Regions from separate parts of the Gossypium hirsutum genome. Here region 2 is linked to region 1. Evidence: chromatin contacts called from public Hi-C data. All regions are on one chromosome and are shown on one strand. The core of a region is the stretch at or near the end of the contact, and the rest is flanking DNA. Distances in the headings are between cores, read along the strand shown. Region 1 holds the start of LOC107916697 (alpha/beta hydrolase domain-containing protein 17B). Region 2 holds the start of LOC107912917 (L-Ala-D/L-amino acid epimerase).

Region 1 (5,813 bases), core at 2,551-5,050:
TCTATGTCTGCATATGTATTACACTCTGTTGGCTGTTTCAAATAAAAGAAGGTGACTATTAGAATACAAGTTTTTAGCAAGCAGTAAGATGTTCGTTCATTATGTACAATAAATCAGAACGACATGGCTGCTCAAATCTTGATACACATTGAACATAGCCAATTAATGAGAGAGCCCCACAGTACTAGCAAGAATTTAACTAGTGTGTAAGATATCAAAATTAAGGGTTAAAAATAGAAACCTGAAAACATTTCTATCAACCAATACATTTAGATATTATATAATAAAGAAAAGCTGCCCAACAGGCTTATTACACTCAGCAAAACTATTGCAGTAAAATGAACACTGTTCTATTAGCAGAAAAGGAGGAAAGGATTGGCCAAAAGATAACTGTGTAATTATTTAAAATGCCCATTATGATAGTTGAATTGCTACAGCTAATATGAATAAAGGCAACTTTTGCTCCCGAAATTGGCAACTAGAGAAGAGAAGCAAAGAGACCTACCTTTCCAGTTGATTGTCCATAGCCAGAATAATCATACCTAGAAAAGAATGAGTGACATTAGGAACAGAAAACAAATGTATATATATATATGATAAATGGCTAGACTAAAATAGACCTATCAAGCACAAAGATGATAAAACATTTTCTTTTCAGGAACTCTAATTATCTGTACAATCATGTCATGTCTAAAAACTATCCCAAGAATAATTTATAGGATAAGATATATCTAAAAGTTCCTTTTTGCATTATAATTCACAAAACTTTGCAATGCGCTATACATCTAAGGATTGAAGACTCCCTTGATCAGTTTCTTCTACAAAAGTCTCCACAGGAGAATAATGTGCTCAGTTATTTAAGTTCAATAGATAATTCAAAGTCAGTGCCTACTTTGAAAGCAAACTTTTCTAGTTTTCTCTTGGAAAAATTTCATCTACAAGGAAGCATTAAGCTTGCTTTTTATTTTTTAAAACCTTCCTGGCTGTTTACATAGTTATGGAGAGCACCTACAACAAACATCAGAAGTTTGACAACAGACAGAAGACAATCATTTCCAAGCTGCCAACATTTGTTATTTACAAGAACAAGTGAACGCATATCAGCATAAGTCACAAGAAATTTGAAAGAGTTAATAGTTACCATAAGGCAACATACAAAGATCCAACTTGACAGTACAGCAATTACAGCCCTAAAACACTAAACTACCGCTGAAAAACTTCTTATAAATCATTTTCTAGAAGTAGAAACAGGGCCTAAAAGAAATTCCCTACAGAAGTGGTTGATTATTAAGTCAGTAAGAAAAGCTAGGAAATATTATTATTTGCATTGTTCCTACATTTGCATAACATAATCTAACATAACTGAAATAACATTATCAATAATTATCAGTCATCACTTTGGAGGTTAGGTGATAATAATTTAGTCGCTACAACTTTGCAGTCCGCCCAAACAGCAAGGAGTAATACTCTGACCAATCAACTATACAAACAAGAAATTTGACCTTAAAAAGGAGAATGTTTCCTTCTCTTTTCTTTCACTTGATCCCAAATTTGCACCCTGACCAATCAACTGTACAGACAGTATGGCTTGAGCTAGTTGCATGGGATCCTAAATTTGACCTTAAAAAGATAATGTTTCCTTCTCTTTTAGCACTTTATCCCAGTTATATGTCATCAATAACTTCTGTAGTATATCTTTAAGTCGTAATAAAAACTTACATGTGACCACATAATTACACAAACAAACCTACCTCCATTTACATTTTTGTCCACTGGCATGACAAACACTATGCTCATCATACTCATACTGCAGTCCGAGTTACTAAATATCTAGCTTTTCCAAATGAACATAGATAAGCAACAATGAGAAGATCCCATCAACTTCAAGGATTGATGGTAAATATAGAATAAAAGTTCTGGATGTGGTAATGGCAGAGAAGGAAGGAACAGAAGCAGATAATTCATAAACATGGGAATTTAAAGGAAAATAATGCAGCAACATAATAGAACCTAATAATCAAAGGAAGTCAAGATTGCATTGTTCCACAGTCTACAATACGACACAGTAAAATTAAGCGTCCCTAATAGTATTCTGAAGCATAAAATAAAAGCTAGAATATTCAAAACTTGAAAAATGTCTCTTCAGTTAGTCATAATGCCTCAATAGTAACATAGGGCTATTATGAAGGTGTGGCCTATATTCTATAGAAACAGAACATCCAGTTAAAGGACTACACACTTCTCGCACATTCTAATCATGTGCCTACAGTTTTTCTTTTTTCTTTAACAACATTGCCTGCATGCCAATGTCCTTAGGGCTTCGGCATCAGCATCGAAGCACTATTTGCAAAAATGTATAACCAATAACATAAAGCTCCTCAATAACAAGCAAGTAGCCGTAACTAATATGACCCTGCCATAAACCATCTTCTTCAACATTGCCTTCAGTCCACGATCAGTAAACAGAAAAAAAAATATCCCAAAGTATTTAAATCACGTTTGAGCAGTATCCATGCTCAATAATATTGCAAAAGTCCGCACATTGAAGAAACAATAGAAGGAAAGGATAACAAATAACCGGTCACCCCTAAGAAACTTTAAATCAACAACATCGCCTTCACCAGTAACTCTTTGTCCAAGTCTCTCTTTCTCCTATATTTTTTTTATTCTCTCTCTCTAGTACTGCACAAATGAAGCCAATTAAAGTAAAACCATTAGCTCAATCTTACAATATACCATAATCAGCATAACTTTCACTTACTGGTAACCAGAATCTCTGTTCTTCCCATAACTAGCTTCAACCTCAATAATACAGCTGAACATAAGGCAAGCAAGTTCCACTTCACCAGAATTTTCCAACACTTATAGAACCCTAAATCCCCCAAAATCACAAGCAAATCAGACCAAACCCAAACGAACTACTTTACTAAGCTAAAAGAAATCTAATACAATTAAAACAGTAAAAGCCTAAGAAGCCGACTTAAAATATCATGTTCTATATGTTGCAAAAATTATGAAAGAAAATAAAAATACCCCATAAGATTAACCCGCAGGCGATTACACAACTCGACGAAAAGCTCAAACATTTGTCCTAAATCAGCGGCATTTCCATGAGAATACAAGAGAGTAGCGGAAGCCTTGGGGTGTTTTATATGGACGGCGACGATGTCGTTCCCGCGGCGCGTGCGTAGCTTCAAGACGTCGACACCGTCCCTCCTCGGTACCTCTGGTATGTAAAGCTGACCAGCGCATAACTCGTCCTCTAGCACTCTGTATGACGGCGGATTTGGCGGGAAGAACGCAAATTTCGCGGCAATCGAAGACGTTACTCCTCCCATCTTCTTCTTAGCACCAGACGTTGTTCATCCTTCATTAAAATTACCAAAATAAGTCACTCTCCTCAGAAACCTCAAATCTCAATCACCAACTTCCAATCTCCTTCAGATCTTTCTCATTTCATTTAAGATAGAAGGAAAATGAAAGAGAAGGAAAATGAAAACGAAGATAGGTGGCGCGTGGAATGGTAAGGGAGGCGCGTTGAGACGGGAGCTGCCGTAACGAAGCGAAGTTTCTTTAAATGTTTTGAGAGATAGGAAATGACAGCTAAATGGGATTTTATCCATTAAAAGGGAGGTAGGAAAAAGCAAGAAGGCGCGTGGGCGTGGGCGCGGGCGTGAGCGTGGGTATAGGAAGGGTCGCCTGACGGCGACTTTGACAAATGATATGCACATGGCATGTGTGTATGTATCTCTTTGGATCTTTAGTCACTTCACTAGAATGATGGAAGCTTTGCATGGATCACTTTTATTTTAATAAATTCAAATAAATAATATGTTTTTCATGATTTAGACTAAATAAAATATATATCTGAAATTTATAAAAATGTCAAATTCGATTTGAAAATATTTATGACTATTATATTTATAATTTACATTATTCTTGAATTTTAAAGATAAAGACCTAAATTAACTTTAAATTTAATTAGATTGTTATGACTTCTAAATACCAAACGGTTGAAGATTAAAAAAATGAACTAACCTTCAACTAATATTTGGTTTGTTTGAAGTAATAAAACTCCATTTGAGTCTTATAAAACAATGTTAAAAAGGATTTTCGTTTTCATATACGACTTAGGGTGGGTTTAGATAGACGGTGCGTTTACTTGCAGTTAGTATAGAAAGTATAGGTGGCGGTGAGATTAAATACAATAACGATATTATAACGTGAGGCAAAAAATAAACTAAACATACCACACCGCACCCCACCACCCATCCAAACTCACCATTAAACCCTACTCTACTCTAAATTTAATGGACGGTTTTAAACTTCAACCGGAGATTTCAGTCAAAAACATGGTCCGAAAAGGTCGGACTTATTGGGCCAGGCGTCAGAGGTCTGGTTTCAATGTTTCAACCCAAAACAACTTGCTTTTCTTCTGTGTATCATTTTTATTATTAATGTTGGAGATTCCCTTTATTATCATATCCAAAGCGTTCTCATCAAATGTAACGTACCCCACACTAACACTTGACCGTACCAAAATGCAGGAGGAAGATGAAGACATCAGCCATTGCTTCAACCCAATTTCAATTCTGTTGGTCTCACTTATTATTGAAGTATCTGTATCTTTTTATCATCTTTAACACTCATTTTTCATGGATTTAAAATTGCACTTTTTTCTTTATATTACTTGTAACAATAAATAATTCTCTTATCATGAGTGCTCTTAAAAAAAACGAATAATCATAAAATGCATTTTATTTTGATCAAATCTTTAAACTCATGAATAAAGAATGATTTAAATTGCATTTATGATTATAGACGCAATAACTGTGAAGTGTAATTACTCCCAGCATGATTGGTTTTTTGGATAGTAAAATTCCAGGAAATTTGATAATGAATATTAGCAGCGGAGAGAGTCAAAACCTGGCCACATTATTGCATTATTTAAGATTGCTACAACTTAGTGCTATTTAAGGAAACAAACCCTTTGACCATGTTTATCTCGATCTTATATCAATAACGAATATTGACAGTCCAGTTATATTCCTTTTTATAGTCTCGTGTTTCACGCTTCCGTTTAATATTCATATTTTACACTAGTATCAACTAGAACTGTCCATGGGCCGGGCCGAGTTCGGGCCAGGCCCAAAAAAAATTTTGGCCCACCTCTCAGGCCCGGGCCCGGCCCGACCCAAAATATGGGCCTGAAATTTTGCCCAGGCCCGACCTGGGAAAAATATCATAAGCCCGAGCCCGGCCTGGCCCGGCCAATTTTTAAAATAAATATTAAAAAATTGTTTTAAAAATAAAAAAAATAAAAAAATTTATTTTAAAAGTATTTTAGAATTAAAAAATAAAAATAAAAAATATATATTTATTATATTCGGGCCGGGCCGGGCCCAGGCCAAAAAAGTGGTGCCCGAGGCCCGGCCCGTTTTTTAAACGGACCTCGTTTTTCAAGCCCATATTTCGGGCCTATATTTTTACTCGAACCCTCCCATATTTCGGGCAGGCCGTCGAGCCGGGCGGCCCATGGATAGGTCTAGTATCAACTATCAAATACATATATATCGAAATATAATCTTTAAAAATTCTCCAAATACAATAAATTATTTAGAAAATTTTTAATAGACATATTTGTCTATCACACTTAAACCCAAATATAAGTAACATAAGACGGTGGGCAGTGAAATCTTGGGGTTTGTTTGTAATGACTGCCATGTTTTAAAATTTGTCAATTTTTTATGTTTCATTAAAAGTTTAATTAGCATTGTTGTTTAAGTTTTAATAGAGCTTCCTTTTAGTGTTGG
Region 2 (5,228 bases), core at 181-2,680, 140 kb before region 1:
GAAAATTGCTTGATTTTGGACTATTTAGCTTCATTTACTATTCGGTTGCTGTTTTCTTGATAAGTATGATATTTCCTTTAAGATACATAAAAATCGTCCTAGAAGTTGATCATTGAAATTGAAAATTAAATCTAAAGTTAAAAAAATATGGTTTTGAAAAATCCAATTGTTCAATCAATAATTATATATGAAAAATTATGAACATTTAATTTTTCATAAGATAAAAAATGTGAAAGAATTAATTGAATTTTCTTTTGTTACATTGGTAATGATTTTTTTAATTTTGTAAATTGATTAAGAGATTATTATGTGTTCTATTTTTTTTAATTATTTGCGAAAAAGTAAAACAATTAATAGATGTGGAAGGTCTTTGTTTTAAAAGTTGAAAGTTTTGGTTAGGAAGTTTGATCATCAAATTGATAGAATTTGTAAATGTGAATGGTTAAATTTATTAAATTATTTAGAATTAGGATCAAATTGATAAAAATGAAAGTATTGAGGAGTAAATGTGTTATTATACTAGTTAGAAAAGGCTTTCCGTTATCAATTTAACGGTGAGTGACTAAAATAAGAATGAATTCAAACGTTAGTGCCTAAATTGTAAATTTTTAAAGTTAGATAACCAAAACAGGAACGCAGGCACAATTGGGTGACCATTTATATAATTTACCCCAAATAATATTAAAACATATGATATCAAAGTATACCTTCGAATCTTATTGTATGATGGTTGTGGATATGATTAAAGAATGTTCTGGAAGTATATGTTCAATGACTTTTGTTAGGAAAATTAAGGAAGTGACTTGTCAGGTTCCAACAATTAAGTTCCAGCTCGTGAATAGGGAGCGAAATATGGTTGCTCATTGGCTAGCTAAATCATGTCTTTCTAATGATGTTAACTTAATTTATATTGATGTTCCTACACCTTACGTTAGGAGACTACTTTTAGAAGAGATATTAAGTGATTCCCATGTATGAATAAATTAATTTAAGGCAGTGTATTGCCCTCTTTTATCTATGAAAAAATTAAAAAAAACCCCAAAATATATCAAAATAATAATTAGGAAATTTGAAAAAAAAATTATAGTAACTATATTCAGTCAAACTGAGTTTGATCTAAAAGATTATGCCTTTAGATGAGTAATGCGTTTACCTTCAATAAAATTAAAAATAATTACGAAGAAAAAAATAATTATTGTAACTGTTACCTCGCCACAAATACTACTCGAATTGAATTTCCAAATAAAACATCCCATTAATAACTTAACAAAGAAGTTAATGCCCATGATTTTTGTTTCAAATTATTTTACTGACCCTAATAATTGATTAAATGTGTCACCAAAACAGATTTTGTTTCTTTCCTTAAAGTTGATATGGAGTGGGGACGGAGGTTTTGTCTATTTCACCCTATAACCAATCATTATGTCCCGGCATTGCCGTCGAGGTGCTCACTTCGGTGGCCTTGCCATGTTTTAGCTTACCATATGCATTAGGCTGATGAGCAGGTTTTTTTTTTTTTTAGTAAGACAGTATTCAATAATTACATCCAGCCCTAACAAATTATAAATGAAAAAGAAAATGGTTTTCATTTCTTCTTTTTCATAAAATTAGAAATTAAAAATTTATTTAAGGGTATTAAACCTTTTTATCACTCCATCTTTCCATTCATATCAGAGGGGCCAAAATTTACAGACCGGAGCTTGATAAAGTGGGGTCAACACTCAAAGGACGCATATGTTTTTTTCTTTTTTTCATGTGACTCTTTCACTCCTCCAAAGGTCACCAATCACTTAAATATGCTCTTAGTACAGTACACCATCAATGGCATGACAAATAAAAAAGACCTTGTTAGGGTGCAGCTTAGGTTTGTTTTTTGTATGTTAACTGGAAAACAAACCCAACAAAAATAGATAAATAAAGAATGACATTGAGTGCTTGCTAAATATCAACAAGAAAGCTAAGTTCAACCATCTTTCCAATCCAATGGCTTCACTTGGTTTCTGTTGTCCAACAAACTCTTTCCTTTTCTCTCGGTCTTCTCTGGTTAACCATCGAAGCAACTTGCAGACTCGTTTCATTGTCAGCTCCAGCACTAGCAGCAGTGAGCTGGTGACTCAATCAGCAGTCAGTGGGAGCACTGAAAGGCCAAGAACAAGCTTGGGATTGAAGAACTTGACTGAGATTTTCTGGGTTGATGTTCATTGTGCTGAAGGGAGACCATTGAATGTTGGGCTTCAAGAACCGGTGACCGTTGGCTGTTCCAGGCTTGAAAAGGTTGAGAATGTGGCTGTACGAGTTGAACTCAGCAATGGGTGTGTCGGGTGGGGTGAGGTATCAGTGGTTCCATGGGTTAACTGGAACCAAGCCACTGCTCTTGAGGAAGTGAGAAAAGCCTGTGAATTTCTTAGCCAGGGATCTCCAGTGACTTTGAATTTGGTTTTACATCAGATCTCAGAGATGTTTCCTGGTAGCGAATTTGCTTCTGTAAGTACAATCATGTTCTCATTATGTACTAACATTAACATTATATTGTGTTTGTTGAGGGCGAGGGGCTGCTTTGGAGTGTCTTAGACCTTCAATTGAAGGAATTGTTTTCGTTGGGATTTTGTCTTCCATTTATAGAGAAAAGTCTAAAGAGGTTTGCGGTTCAGAGAGTGTTTCGATTGGTGAAAATATGATTTGCACGCTCACAAAAGAGGTGCCGGTATCATGAGTAAGATCTATACCTTGGTTGGTGGTATAGACCCCATAAGTACAATATGCATAATAATTGCCCAATACTGATAGTTTTCTCGTGAGCTTGCAGGTCATGTTACCAATCGAGACATTCCCAAGACTTCGACTCACCATCAATAGTATTCTTATATTGCTTGGACTAATTTTTTAGAAGGATATTATGATATTCATGTCCGAAGAGGATGACTTGCATAAATTCTCCAAATACATTAAAAAAAATTTAAAAATTTTAACTATACACACTCAAGTTCTAATAATATAACTATTTACTTATCAAATAAGCTTGTGGTGTCCTCTTCCCCTAGACCCCTGATAAAAAAAACTACGTAGGAAAAAGAAAAGAAGAAAACTAAGTAATTTGTTTGGTCCCCTTTGCATCGGATCCTTATGATTTTTTATCTGTGTATGAAGGTTAGGGCTGGGTTAGAAATGGCATTGGTTGACGCAGTTGCTAATAGCATTGATGTGCCCCTATGGAGATTATTTGGGGGAGTGTCCAATTCCTTGTCCACTGCTGCTACAGTTAAGTAATGTATATATAATCGGTCTTTTTACTTTTATATGTAGTTGTGTTCGATACTAGTTTGATACTGAGTATAGGTATGGTTTTCTAAATATACAAAAATCTCGAAAAGATCGAGTATACAGACAGATTTTGGATTTGACAATTACCTAGAGCCTAGTTTAACATAATACATGTTACATAAATTTGGATACTGAGTGTTGAATAATGTTTATTTAATACGGTTATGTTGGGTTCTTTCTAATCCTTTTATGATTGGAAGCTTTAATATGAAAATATGCGTCGGAATAGGAGTATGGAATACAAATAAAAGCAACATAGCATATCACATTACAAAGACCGACTTAGATAGCAGTGTCATGGTTGAGATGGAGACTAATAATTTCCATGTCTACAGATCCCAACTACTTCCTCGGCTAAAGCATTCGATCTGGCTGCTAAATATTACAAACTAGGATTCAAGACATTGGAGATTAAACTGGGAAGGAATGTAAATGCAGATATTGAAGTTCTTCAAGCAGTAAGAGCTGCCCACCCTCATTGCTTATTTATCTTAGATGCAAATGAGGGTTACACTTCAAAGGAAGCCATCGAAGTTCTTCACAAACTAAATGGTAAGCAATTTTCAATATCACAAGTCATCGTCCAAAACTGAAGTCCCACCAATATTTGAGGTGATTTGAACAAAATTATTATGCTTGAAAATGAGTTTGAGAAAAAACTAAGACATTTAAACTATGAGCGATGCTTGAGTTTGATCCGAGTTGTTTTTCAGTTTTAGTTAAATATAGATAAGTCTGAATAAAATTTGAAGCTCTTATTTTAAGTCAGGGCATGCCTGATATAATGGTAATACGGTATATAAACCTGCTCCACGTACACCTCTAATTAAAAGATCACAATTATGTTGGTCTCATTGCAGAAAAAGGGGTGATTCCTACAGTTTTTGAACAACCAGTTCATAGAGATGACTGGAGAGGCCTTGGTGATGTGAGTAACGTTGCAAGGCATAAGTATGGGGTATCAGTTGCAGCAGATGAAAGTTGCAGGGATTTGACGGACATCAAAAAACTTATGGAGGAAAATCTTGTGGATGTTATCAACATTAAACTATCCAAATTTGGGGTTCTTGGTATCCTTGAAATTGTAGAAATGGTTAAAAAATCTGGATTGGAACTTATGATTGATAGTGTTGCTGAAACTAGACTTGCCACTGGTGTTGCTGGTCATTTAGTCGCTGGCCTTGGTTGCTTCAGGTAAGTTTGCCTCTTCCTTCCTTCCTTTCTTCTGGGAACTGTAACTAGCATTTGATGTTATCCTGTGTGGCTCGAGCTTTTAAGTGTGATTTTCGAATACAAATATCTATATCCATATCCATATACTTGAAAATTGAAAAATAAAGAATAGAGAAATGAAAAAAAATTAAAACTTAAAAGAGAAATAATAATAAAAACGAGGTTCAATGTCCCAAATGCCAAAGTAGAAAAGGGTATTGCCATTTAGGTTTTTTTTTTTGGGTATTGCCATTTAGTTTATTTTTCCTTATTTTAATATTTTATTTTTTTGATATTCATGAAGAGAGGAACCCTTTCTTTCTTTTCTTATCAGTTCAGATTGGTGGCTTCTTCACTCTCTCAACTTTTCATTTTCATGATGATTTTCAGTTCTTCATTTTTTTTTTTTCATTTTTTTAAACCTTTCTTCTTCATAACTCTCTCTACTCTTTAAAGTTTAAACCTTTCTACTCTCTCTGCTGTGCTGGGGCTGAGGAAGCTGATGGGTCTGGGACGGGGGAGGGGTTGGTGGTCACGGGTAGGTTGACCAATTCAGGTTTTAGTTTTTATTTTTTCTGCTTTGGACTGATAGTTGAAAAGAATCAGGCTTTGGGCGTAAAGAGCCCAAAATTTCCAAAAAACGGTCCGACCAGTTTTTACCGGTTTTTTCTATAGCAGTTCTCGGTCCAATTCCC

What was found. Hi-C and Micro-C count contacts between places; a contact is called where the count stands out from the background.
Region 2: a Hi-C map of leaf shows a contact between it and region 1, with 3 times the contacts expected there. The contact joins the promoter of LOC107912917 here to the promoter of LOC107916697 in region 1. A contact is called at or near these places in 2 of 34 Hi-C or Micro-C datasets (both in leaf).

What each region holds. Positions count from the first base shown.
Region 1 is chrD11:18,903,270-18,909,082 of Gossypium_hirsutum_v2.1, reverse strand. LOC107916697 (alpha/beta hydrolase domain-containing protein 17B) reads right to left here and starts at 3,800. Exons shown (of 5, transcript XM_016846039.2): 1 at 3,034-3,800; 2 at 506-542; 3 at 1-32. The coding sequence starts at 3,338.
Region 2 is chrD11:19,041,325-19,046,552 of Gossypium_hirsutum_v2.1, reverse strand. LOC107912917 (L-Ala-D/L-amino acid epimerase) reads left to right here and starts at 1,430. Exons shown (of 7, transcript XM_016841300.2): 1 at 1,430-2,484; 2 at 3,148-3,258; 3 at 3,657-3,873; 4 at 4,182-4,515. The coding sequence starts at 1,984.